Regions from separate parts of the Anas platyrhynchos genome. Here region 2 is linked to region 1. The links are chromatin contacts, called in public Hi-C maps. All regions are on one chromosome and are shown on one strand. The core of a region is the stretch at or near the end of the contact, and the rest is flanking DNA. Distances in the headings are between cores, read along the strand shown. Region 1 overlaps LOC101793942 (a long non-coding RNA gene). Region 2 overlaps SLC45A4 (solute carrier family 45 member 4).

The links. A called contact is a pair of places that touch in the nucleus more often than the background predicts.
Region 2: a contact with region 1 is called in a Hi-C map of F1 follicle, with 3 times the contacts expected there. The contact joins two enhancer-like sites. A contact is called at or near these places in 4 of 8 Hi-C or Micro-C datasets (F1 follicle, liver, skeletal muscle and 1 more).

Annotation. Positions count from the first base shown.
Region 1 is chr2:3,706,207-3,711,240 of IASCAAS_PekinDuck_T2T, reverse strand. It overlaps LOC101793942 (a long non-coding RNA gene), which reads left to right. Exons shown (of 4, transcript XR_217023.6): 3 at 81-295; 4 at 1,016-3,431. Among named protein-coding and RNA genes, the nearest start is that of PTP4A3, 9.3 kb to the left of the region's middle. Within about 2 kb of position 2,875, at least 2 of the 8 cell types and tissues checked have an H3K27ac peak or open chromatin away from gene starts, as enhancers often do.
Region 2 is chr2:3,934,292-3,939,325 of IASCAAS_PekinDuck_T2T, reverse strand. It overlaps SLC45A4 (solute carrier family 45 member 4), which reads right to left. Exons shown (of 8, transcript XM_027452752.3): 8 at 3,186-5,034. DENND3 (DENN domain containing 3) reads left to right here. Exons shown (of 23, transcript XM_027452749.3): 23 at 607-2,237. The coding sequence ends at 807. Among named protein-coding and RNA genes, the nearest start is that of DENND3, 34 kb to the left of the region's middle. Within about 2 kb of position 2,690, at least 4 of the 8 cell types and tissues checked have an H3K27ac peak or open chromatin away from gene starts, as enhancers often do.

The DNA of each region.
Region 1 (5,034 bases), core at 1,626-4,125:
TCTTGCTTTCCCCTCAGATGAGTATTTCATAGGTGAAGCAGCTGACTGTAATGATTTTCATTCATTCCCCTGTTGCCCAGGAGGCTGCTTCCTGCTTGAAGACTGCCTTGTGCTAAATTCTGCCTGTTCACGGGACAGGAAGATGCTTTCTGCCCTGGAGAGCTCATAGCACGAGAAAAGAAACAGCGGATGGAAAAGCAGGTGTGATGGTGCCCAGCAGCACTGTGATGGGACCCTTCCACTCTCAACACTAAAGGCTCGAAGACCAGAAGCAACTCGAAAGTCCTCGCATTTGGTTTGTCTTTGGCTGTTTTGTTTTGAATCTTGTAGTTTCTAAATCAGTGTAAGGATTTCCCAGTGCCTGACTCATGACTTTGAAAACCTCAGGGCTGGTACAACTGAAAGGGTTCAAATGGCAGAGAAGCCACAAAGAGAGAACGAGCTGCCCTGTGAGGCGAACTCAGAATTGCGAAAAAAATTCTACTTTCTTCAAAAAACCACACCAGCAGCTTTATCAGGGAAAGGGAAACAATTGCAAAGAGCCTCCAGCCTCTTTGCAGACACCATGGGCTTTCCCATCTTATTTGGCTTCAGGACACAGTTTAAAACAATACCATCTCTACTCATATAACCGGGAGGGAGACTGTCGCACCAAGAGGGTTACATATATTTAAAATCCCTGGAGTAGGAGCTGAAAGCCCCATTTCTCCCTGGAGCAATCCCAAAAAAAGGGTCGGTTTCCTTCTCCAACACCTCTCCGCTCGCTGTGTGCGGTGTGGTGGTGGCGTGACAGCTCCCGCTGGTCCCCGAGATGAAGCTGGATGCACAGCCTAGAAGGCTGATGGCTCTTTGAGCCCATCAGCACAGGCATGTTGGCCAGGGGATGGGAATGATTTCATCCAGAAAGGGCCCTAGGTTACCTCACTCAGGCCAATTTTTTTGTGCAAAACCAAACCTGCGGGTGGTGTCTTTATTTTTAGCTTTGGAACCAAATTCTCTCCTTTTTCTCCCCCAGAGCAAGAGGCGAATCAGAACCCGACAGCTCCCGCTGTCTCCATTCCCCTGACCCTATGGAGAGTCATCCCATGTGCCCACCCAGGCATGAGAAATTCAGGGTGAGCATTTTCGGAAGGTTTCACACAGTCTTTGATGTCTCCTAGCCTGGGAAATCGGTTCCCCTCCTGCTTCCCAGCTTGGAAGGTCTCCCTGTGGTATCTGCAAGAGATAACGCTCCCTTTCACTGTCTGAGCTCTGGGCCAGCCTGACTGCTTGCCTCTCCTCTTTGGGGCTGCAGAAGGGACATTTCCCTCCAGATATTGCAGAAGGACCCTTTCAGAGAGGCTGCTCCGCCTGCAGAGCCAGGCAGTCCGAGCTGCTCCTCTCCATGCTCACAGAGATTGAGTTATGCCAGGCTTTGACCTAAGTGAAACTGCTGACGGTCACAGGGATTTGACTAATCTCCTTAGTTCGCTGTGAAATTTGCTATTCCTTTTAGGGAATAGATTTTTATTTTTTTTTAATGATTTTTTTTTCCCTTTGGGCTAACTCGCAATGTAAAAATAAACCGAAGCCCACGGTGGGAGATTAATTTCCTCCCGAACTCAGGAAGGGCAGGCAGTCAATGCAAGATCCTCCTGGCCCATCCCAGGAGGATGCTGCTCCTGGATTCATTCCTGGAGACAGCTGCTGTCCGACCTTGCCGTAAGACTTCCTTCCCCAGTGCTCTCCTCCTGGCCCTGCTGCAGCCCCCTGGGGTCTGAGTGCAGCCCATGGGCACAGCCCAAGCCTTTTCCTTCCCTCCTCACTCTGCTGTGCCTCAAATTCCTGTACAAGCAACACTTCTGGGGGTGGGAAGCTGAAATGATGAGATCCTTGTTTCTAGTCCTCTATGATCTATCTCCTAACGGAGAGGGAAACCTCATCTCCCCAGGGATCCAATTTCCAGGGGCTGAGGAATAATTCACCTCCATCCACGTGGCTTGTGGTGCTGTAGGATTCTCTAAGGGGATTTGGGTCCTTTTGGGGGGAAAAACGCACTCCCGTGGCTCTCCCCATCACTCCAGCTGCCACCAAGCTCCTGTCCTCTCTGCAGCACAGGAGGATTTGCACCACACTCGTGATACATCTTTTAATTAACCAGCATTACCCTGTCTTTCCTGGCTCTCCAATTCCTCCCATCCCAAATGACATTTTAGGGCAGATTCCTTATATATTATAAACTCCTCAAACACCCCCAAAACCAGCAGTGCATTGTGCCTTTACACCTGAAATACTGCAGAAACAGCAGAGCACCTTCCACGTGGAGCTTTGCACGTGGGTCTTTGTGACAAAGAAGCCTCTGTAGGCTCCCTGGTGCCTATAGCTGCTGCACAATGCTGGCATTTCTCAAATAATAAAGGACGGGTTGCTCACACAAATGCCAGAGCTGGGCTCCTTTTTGTTGGGCTCCAGGGGTTCCCGTTTCTAGACATTCCCATGAATTAAGCTGAGCAAGCTGGCAGGGGAGGAACGGTCTCTGAATGTTGGCATGAAAAGCCCAACCACAAATTCAACTGTCATTGTCCTCCTGCTTTGAAAGCTTTAAGCCCTTCAATTAAGGAGAAATGACAATACCCAGAGTGGGATTCCTTTGCTCTTCGTTTGGCACCTAAAAGTGAGATGTCTGACTTGAGATGAACTAGTCACCGTCGGCTCCCTTTATTTCTGATGCAGAGGAATAGGAAGAACCAGAGCGTGATTCAATCCTCAGCAGTATCCGAGAGAGGTCAGATGAATCACAGGCTATAAAAGAAACCGAAGTCGTGTGGCCAGGCATAAAAGACTGCGCTTTAGGTGCATAAACTTAACAGAGATGAATTCCTCTCCTGTGACTCAAGTGGTCGATCACACGATGCCGTGACAAGCTGACCATGCTGAGTAATGCTGCTCTGATTTCATGACTCGCCTTCATCCCTGACTCTTTTTCCTGCCAGTGTGAAGGTGCAGCACGGTGCTATTGACTCATTTCCTAGCTCTCTGTGGCCGGACTGTGCGAGGTATTATCTAGCTGGCCACCGAGCATGTGCTTGACTTCTGGAGGAGCAATTGTGGCCTTACCTCGTGCTTCCAACTTGCTGTCCTTCCTGTCCTCTGAGACAAAGCATCTTTGAATGAATGGAAGTGCTAAGGGGCAAAATAGCTCAGCCCTGTGATTCTGAGAGGTCATGATGTGATGCTTGGGAGCTCACGCTGACCGGGGAAGCTGGAGAAGAGGCCTTGTGAGAGGAGCAAGGAGGGGAATGGAGTAAGGATGAATCTGTGAATTTGAGTCCTTTCAAAGACAGAAATCATCTAGCACAAGGTAATGAGGAAATCCTAGAATCAGGGGAAACGGGGCTGAAAGGTAGACTTGGAGAGATTGTGTAATCTATCCCAGAAAAGGGTCTATTCTATTCTATTCTATTCTATTCTATTCTATTCTATTCTATTCTATTCTATTCTATTCTATTCTATTCTATTCTATTCTATTCTATTCTATTCTATTTCTATTTCTATTTCTATTTCTATTTCTATTTCTATTTCTATTTCTATTTCTATTTCTATTCTATTCCCAGTCATTGAAAGATAGATGATTTTTTTAGAAGGATGTAGAGACGCTCCTGCATTTTTCCTGATGCTTTGGATCCATGTCCAGTGGTTCACGTGGTTTATTGTGCAACGAGCAGCATTAACGCTGGGGAGTTTCTTCTCCCAGTGCATTACTAGAAGTTTTTTTGAAAGCTTTCCCTAGAATTCTCTGGCTAGGTTATCCCTAGAAATTTCCAGCTGGGAAATGGGACTAATAAGCAGTCGGGTCCTCCTCCTCTGAACCTCAAGGGCACATCATTGACGCCATGCTTCCCTAGGACCCTCCTTCACCAGTGGGAATCTGTTTCTTGTTCCCCGTGATATGTGACAGTTGTCTGAATTTGAGAGCTGAAATAGATGTGCCAGACCGTGACGGGGAAAAGCGCCTTGGGCAGGGCAGATGGGAGGGAGCCAGCAGGGAGCAGAGTCACAGGCCGGCTCGTGGCCATGTCTCTACCTTCCTTGTTTCTTTTAGCAGGCAGGGAAAGAGGGCTGTTGGCCAGGGCTGTGCTTCTTCTGAGCTGAGGACATGGAGAAACCATGCACATGCCCCTGGGGATGTACGTGCAGCTAAGACCAGTGTGCAGAGCGGGCACACGACGGTGCTTGCTGTAGAGGAGAGGGCAGCAGAGCCTGGCTGGGTGATGGCAGTGCTAGGTAGCATCATCAAGGATGAGAAGAGAGCTGTGAGACCAGAACTAACCCTGCCTGCTCAGAATTCACTGCTCAAATTCAGGTGTAATGCACTCAGCAAGCGGCCTCTGGGAGGACGGGGACCCCTTGGTGCTGAGCAGTGCACAGAATTTCAGGTGGGATTGGAGGTGACCTCTCAGGTCGCTAAGCCCTGTCCTGGCTGGTACTGGCACTCTTAATGCCAACATTAAGCACCTGAGATGCACCCGAGCTGCTTTGCCCACTGTCTGGGCCAGATCATGCCCAGAAACCCTAAAGTCATCTGGCTTTGAGTGCTCAGTGCTGCGACAGGGCTTGCTGGGCTAAAACGCTGCTACACCCATCCCCTGGGAGAGGTCCTTAAAAAAAAAAAGAGACTTGTTTCTCTTGCAAAGCCTGAGAGACCTTGAATACTTTAAATCACATTAGCTATTCGTACAGCAATAATTAAATAATGCCGAATGCTCCAGAGGGATGTGCTCAGTAGCTCCATGACCTTACTGGCAGAAGCTCTCCCCTCCTTTCTGCGTGTAAGCACCCGAGGGTGTTGCTCCAATTAACCTCTGAGCTCCTGAACAGATCCCCATAATCCTAAAGAGATTTTCCTGCCAATCTGGTGGAGGCTTATGGGAAAGGAGCAGTGCCTCGAGTCGGTTGGGGTGGGAACAAGTCCTTTCCATTTCCTCATTCCTCGTAGCTTCGAGGTATTGCGTGCTTGGTCTAAGCCTCCCTTGTGTGGTGCCTTAGCCCGTGGTG
Region 2 (5,034 bases), core at 1,441-3,940, 230 kb before region 1:
CCTTGAATTTGCTGGTTCAGCAGCTTCCTGGAGCAGCAGGTTCCAGAAGTTCACTGCCAGCTGTATAAAGAGAAGTGCTTTCTTCTGCATGAAACTGAACTCTTTCTAGTTTCCACACGGGGCCCTTACTTCTCTAGTTGTGGGATTTGTTGAAAAATAGTTCTACATTCTTCTTCTACATTCTCATCTGCACTCTTGTGATCTTTTTTTTTTTTTTTTTTTTTTCAGAAGCCCAGCTGACTTGCTCCCAATAGATCAGATTAAAAAATATTCTGTATTAATGCTCACCACCAGTAAGAATTTCTTCATTTACTCAGTGATTTTGTTCCCTGTGATGATCTCTGCTGTCTTTCCAGGGATGGAAGTCAGACTTGTTAGCCTGATTATTTTATTTTTCCTAAGGATGCTCTTCAGGACCCCTTTCTTTGTAGGGAAAACCATGAATCCAATAAATACATATATGGGAGATTCTCAGTGTTCCCTTCTTCCAGCTTAGCAAGACAGAACCCTCACTTTATTCTCTCACTTTATGCAAAACTCCTGTCTCAACTGTGTCCTAGAACAAAATCTATCAAAAAATATTATTCTGTTATATTTTTCTTCCAGATGTGGGTTGGCAGTAGCGGAACATCCCAGGGCAAAACCAAAGGGAAGATCTACGTGGTCAGCACTGAGAAGAAGAGCGTGGAGAAGGAGTTGGTTGGGCACGCCGACACAGTAAAGGCGCTTTGCTCGGCAGAGGACAGATACGTGCTCAGTGGTGCTGGAAAGGAGGAAGGGAAAATCGCAATCTGGAAGGTCGAGTAGTTCAGCTTTCCAAAATATGGAAATGCAAATTCAGCGTGCCTGCCTGTGCTGGAAGAAGACCTCGGGCTTTGTTTACTGTAGCGTTTTGCATCTATTTCAACCAGCCGTCAGTGTTATTTTTGTATTTATTGAGTTATTTTTTGGAGCTACGTTGTTGTAGAAAATCAGACTAGAAGCGAATCTCACCTTGCACCTTGAATTGCACCTGCACGTTGGGTAAAGAAATGGAAATGTGAATAGCGGGGCCACGGGCTTTCAACTTCCCCTATTTTGGTGTGAAGGATCGGAGCTGGAGGCCGGACCCCGTGGTGTTGGCTGCACTGAGTGAGCCAAAGCTAGCGGAGGATCAGCTTGGTAATTCCACAGGGATGTTTTTTCAGCGATGCATGGATTACCTTAAAAACTCACAAAAAATGGCCTTACAGCCTGTAATAGCTGGAAATGTTCACAGGAGGGAAAAACACAAACAACACAGAACCCAGTCTCTCCAAAAAAAAAAAAAAAGCAACAAAACCCCAAACAAAACACCCAAATGTGTTAATTTGATTTATTGAGTTACTGTAAATGCCCAGTACCTTTCTGAACCAGCAGATTTAGGTGGGAGGGCCGTCTGCTACCGCTGTGCGTATATTTATGGTGCTGTTATTTAAAAGGTAGGTCCAGGCGGCCTCTCCCTGATGGCACTGAAAGCTTCCTGCTGGTAAAGCAAGATACTTGGGTAGTCTCCATAAGGTTTTACTTCTTAAACCTGTTCTTCCTGTAAAACCAATGCAGTTGATACTTGTAACACTTCATGCAACTGTTTTTTTTTCATTTTAAGCACTTAATACATGCAGCAGTTTATTATTAGTAGTTTATTCAAAGAAAGTATATCAGACTTCCTTTTGGAAGCAACCTTTTAGTTGCCTTGCAGACAAATCTCTGCCAGCCCTCTCTTCAGTCACCCTTTCTGTAAGCAGAGGAGCTGCTGTTATTTAATGGAGAACCTGCTTAGTTTAATGTAATTTTATTTAAGTTCTGCAAAGTCATCAAACTACTCCTTAATTACTGGAGTGGGCACCATCAGATTGCAGTCAAAGGGATTCTTTCAAGCAGCATTCCCTGATCTATTCCTGATTTTTTTTTTTTTCCCCATTGGTAACAAAATCATCTTCAAGTAAAACAAGAAATCTTTGCAGAATAATTTTATTTGTGTCAGTAGAGTGGAAGACAATATTTAAATTATTGTAAATAGAAGGAAAAAATGGGCTGCTACTTTTTTAACAAGTGTAAACTGAAACAGTGAAGTGTAAACTACTGTAGATGTACTTCATGTCATACTTCAGACTCTTTCGATGTACTGACAGTTTCATCATATGATGGCAAATGTAATTTTATCTTTTTAGTTTTTTTTTCAATTTAAGAATATTAAACACTATATTGATACTCTAGACTGTCTTTATGTCTTGTTCTTTCTCCTGCTTAACTTTTTTTTATAAGTATTTAAATTATTGATAAACCCGAAAGTGGTGCTGCACCCTGCCAGCCTGTGTTACAGCCAGCTGCTATTTTTGCTCTCACTTGCCCAGAGAGGCTTTGGCTCCTCTCTGCCTTCAGTTTAACACCAACTAATTGCCTTCTGGAGAGGACATGGAGACCTTCTGAGCTCTAGGACGCCCCTTTGAGGAGCGGAGCTGCAGCAGGGCCCTGTCTGAGCACACTCAGTGGCTCTTTAGCCCCGTGCTGGGGCTGCTCAGCTGTGCCGTGCAGCTTTCAGTTCACCTCTTCCGCCTCTTGGAAAGATTCCTTGTTTTTTTTTGGAAGCCGGCTGCGGTTCAGGGCTAACTTGTGGTCTGTTCCTTCCTGCAGTTGATGATTCAAGCCGAGGGATGGCAGCATCTGCTTCTAGAAGTAACCCACAGGAGCTGCAGCGATGGGAGCTCCGGCTGCGAGCAGGTCAGAGGCCGCGCTGGGGCCGATGAGGTGGGGAGCGCTGGGTGGAGGGGTCCCTGCAGGTCCCTGCCTTTCCCCAGCCCCAGCATTTGGCCCACTTTTTCCTGCTGCAGCCCCTTTAGGGCCAGGTCCAGCAGGGTCTCACACCCCATGAAAGCAGAGGAGAGGCAGCTGTGCAGGTGAAGGAGGGAGGAAGCTGTCCCCTGAGCTGCTTTGCTCTTGTAGCTCTCAATATTGGCCTTTGTTGGCTTCGCAGGTGGCTGCCACCCCTCGCCTCTGCCTGGGAATGCAAAGCTCTGAGAGCAAACAGCAAAAAAAAACAGGTGTGCACCTTGCCCAGGCTGCAGCACGTTGTTCCTCCATGGGTATTCCCTCCCTCAAACATCACAAAACATCACAAAAATACCCCCACCCCTACAAACAACACAGGAACGCGAGCCCCAAACTCTTACTGAAATGTTTATTAAGATCGAACTTCAGAACAACAGATCGGAACACAACGGCTCGTGAAGTAGAATAGCTCTAAATTGATTTTTTGTTGTTGTTGTTTTCTACGCGTAAATGAAAAAAAATAAATCGAGATTATACAAAAAGAACAGAAAGTGCAGAACACAATAAAACAGTTCTCATGCAACAAATCTTTTTTTTTTTGACCTTAAAACAGAAAATAAGCTCAACAGTGTAGAAATAAAAAACATACATACATTATGCCGTCTATGCACTCAAACATTCATCTGTGACATTACTTTTCTTTATCCCTTTTTCCTCATAAAACTTAACATTATGTGTTTAACACATGCTTATAAACATTGCTAAACTCAGCAAGAGCTATTATAGTGCCCCAACTTAATAAGTTGATAAAAAAGTAGTTGTCATATGGCCAGTTCACAAAGGAACTAAATATTCTCTTTTTATTTTTATTTTTTTTTCCGCTATGAGATGCCTATATGCAGCTTTGTATTAATATGAGGCATTTTAAAGAAGCTGGTCATTTGGCTACCAAAAGGGCTTAGTGTTCATGTTACATCCGAAAGAAAATCATCATCGGGAAGTGCCAATGTGGTAAGAGAGAAGTCTTCCTGGTTTTGGGGCTGTTTACTACAATTTGGCTATCGCTGAGGATTGAATAGGTGTGGGCAATGCCTGGCTGAGCAAGGCAATGCTCCTAGAGCTCCACCCACAACTCCGAAATTTCGGAAATGTCAGACAATTTCAGAACGTGGTAGAATATGTCAAAATGAACCCATGTCCGGGCTTTTCTGTAAAGCTTTAGCAGGTCGTAACTGTGCCAAAAGCCTTTAAATTTGAGAAGAAAAATGAATTTGAGAAGAAATTTGAAAACATTCTCTTTTTTTTGGGGTGTAAATGCTTGCCACTAAACTACTGTAATTTCGGTCAATGTCGGAGTGCCCGTGTTTCCCTGTGCGAGGCTGAAAGCCTGAGCCCCTTGGTTATTATGAAACACCCTTTCTAACTGGCCAGGCTGCTGAAACCAAAGAGGCTGCTGCAGCTCGCCTCTTGTTCTGGATGCAACATGAGAAACAGAAAACTTTGGGTAGCTCCCCTGGTTTTAAAATGACCACTTTTTCAACGCGCTTTACAAACGTTCAGCTTTGTCGCTTAAGAATAACAGCTAGAGAACTCTCTGTAACCATAAAAGTTTCTGCAAAGAAAAATAAAGTTTGGTATTTCTTCTACACAGTCATTAACAACATTTCTGTGCAACATTTGGTGTTCATTAACATTTATTTGGCCTATGAAAAGGAAACGAGGACAAAACAGCTGCAAAGAAAACCGACTTCTCTTTCACAATAGATACTTCAGATGCCGAAGCTGCTACATGTGCTTGGAGTATCATGCAGGAGTTTACTTAGTGATTTAAATAAGGTCTATACGTGTAGCCGAGCTCGTCGCGCAGCGGGCTAGGACGAGGGAAAAGCTGGAAGAACTCAGTTGAAAACCTTGCTGAGTACAGTCGCCTTGGGCTCCCAAGGCGAGGGGAAAAGGACAGCGCGTGTTTCAGGGAGCGCTAACCTCTGCTGGATTTACTGGCTTCCTCCCTCCCGATGATGAACAACCCGCAGCTTTCGGTGCCTGCTTACTGCCAGTGCTCTGAAACGACCGGAGTCGTGTTCCGAAAAGGCTATGTAGGTAATAAATCTCTATGACCGTCGTCTAACCAGCAGGAAGGGAAACATTCCTAAGAAATTATTGCTTCTGGAATCTCAAATTGCCAGCCGCAAGCGGTTCAGACCTGACTGGGCTCTTGCGATAACCCAGCAGTGCAAAATCCTT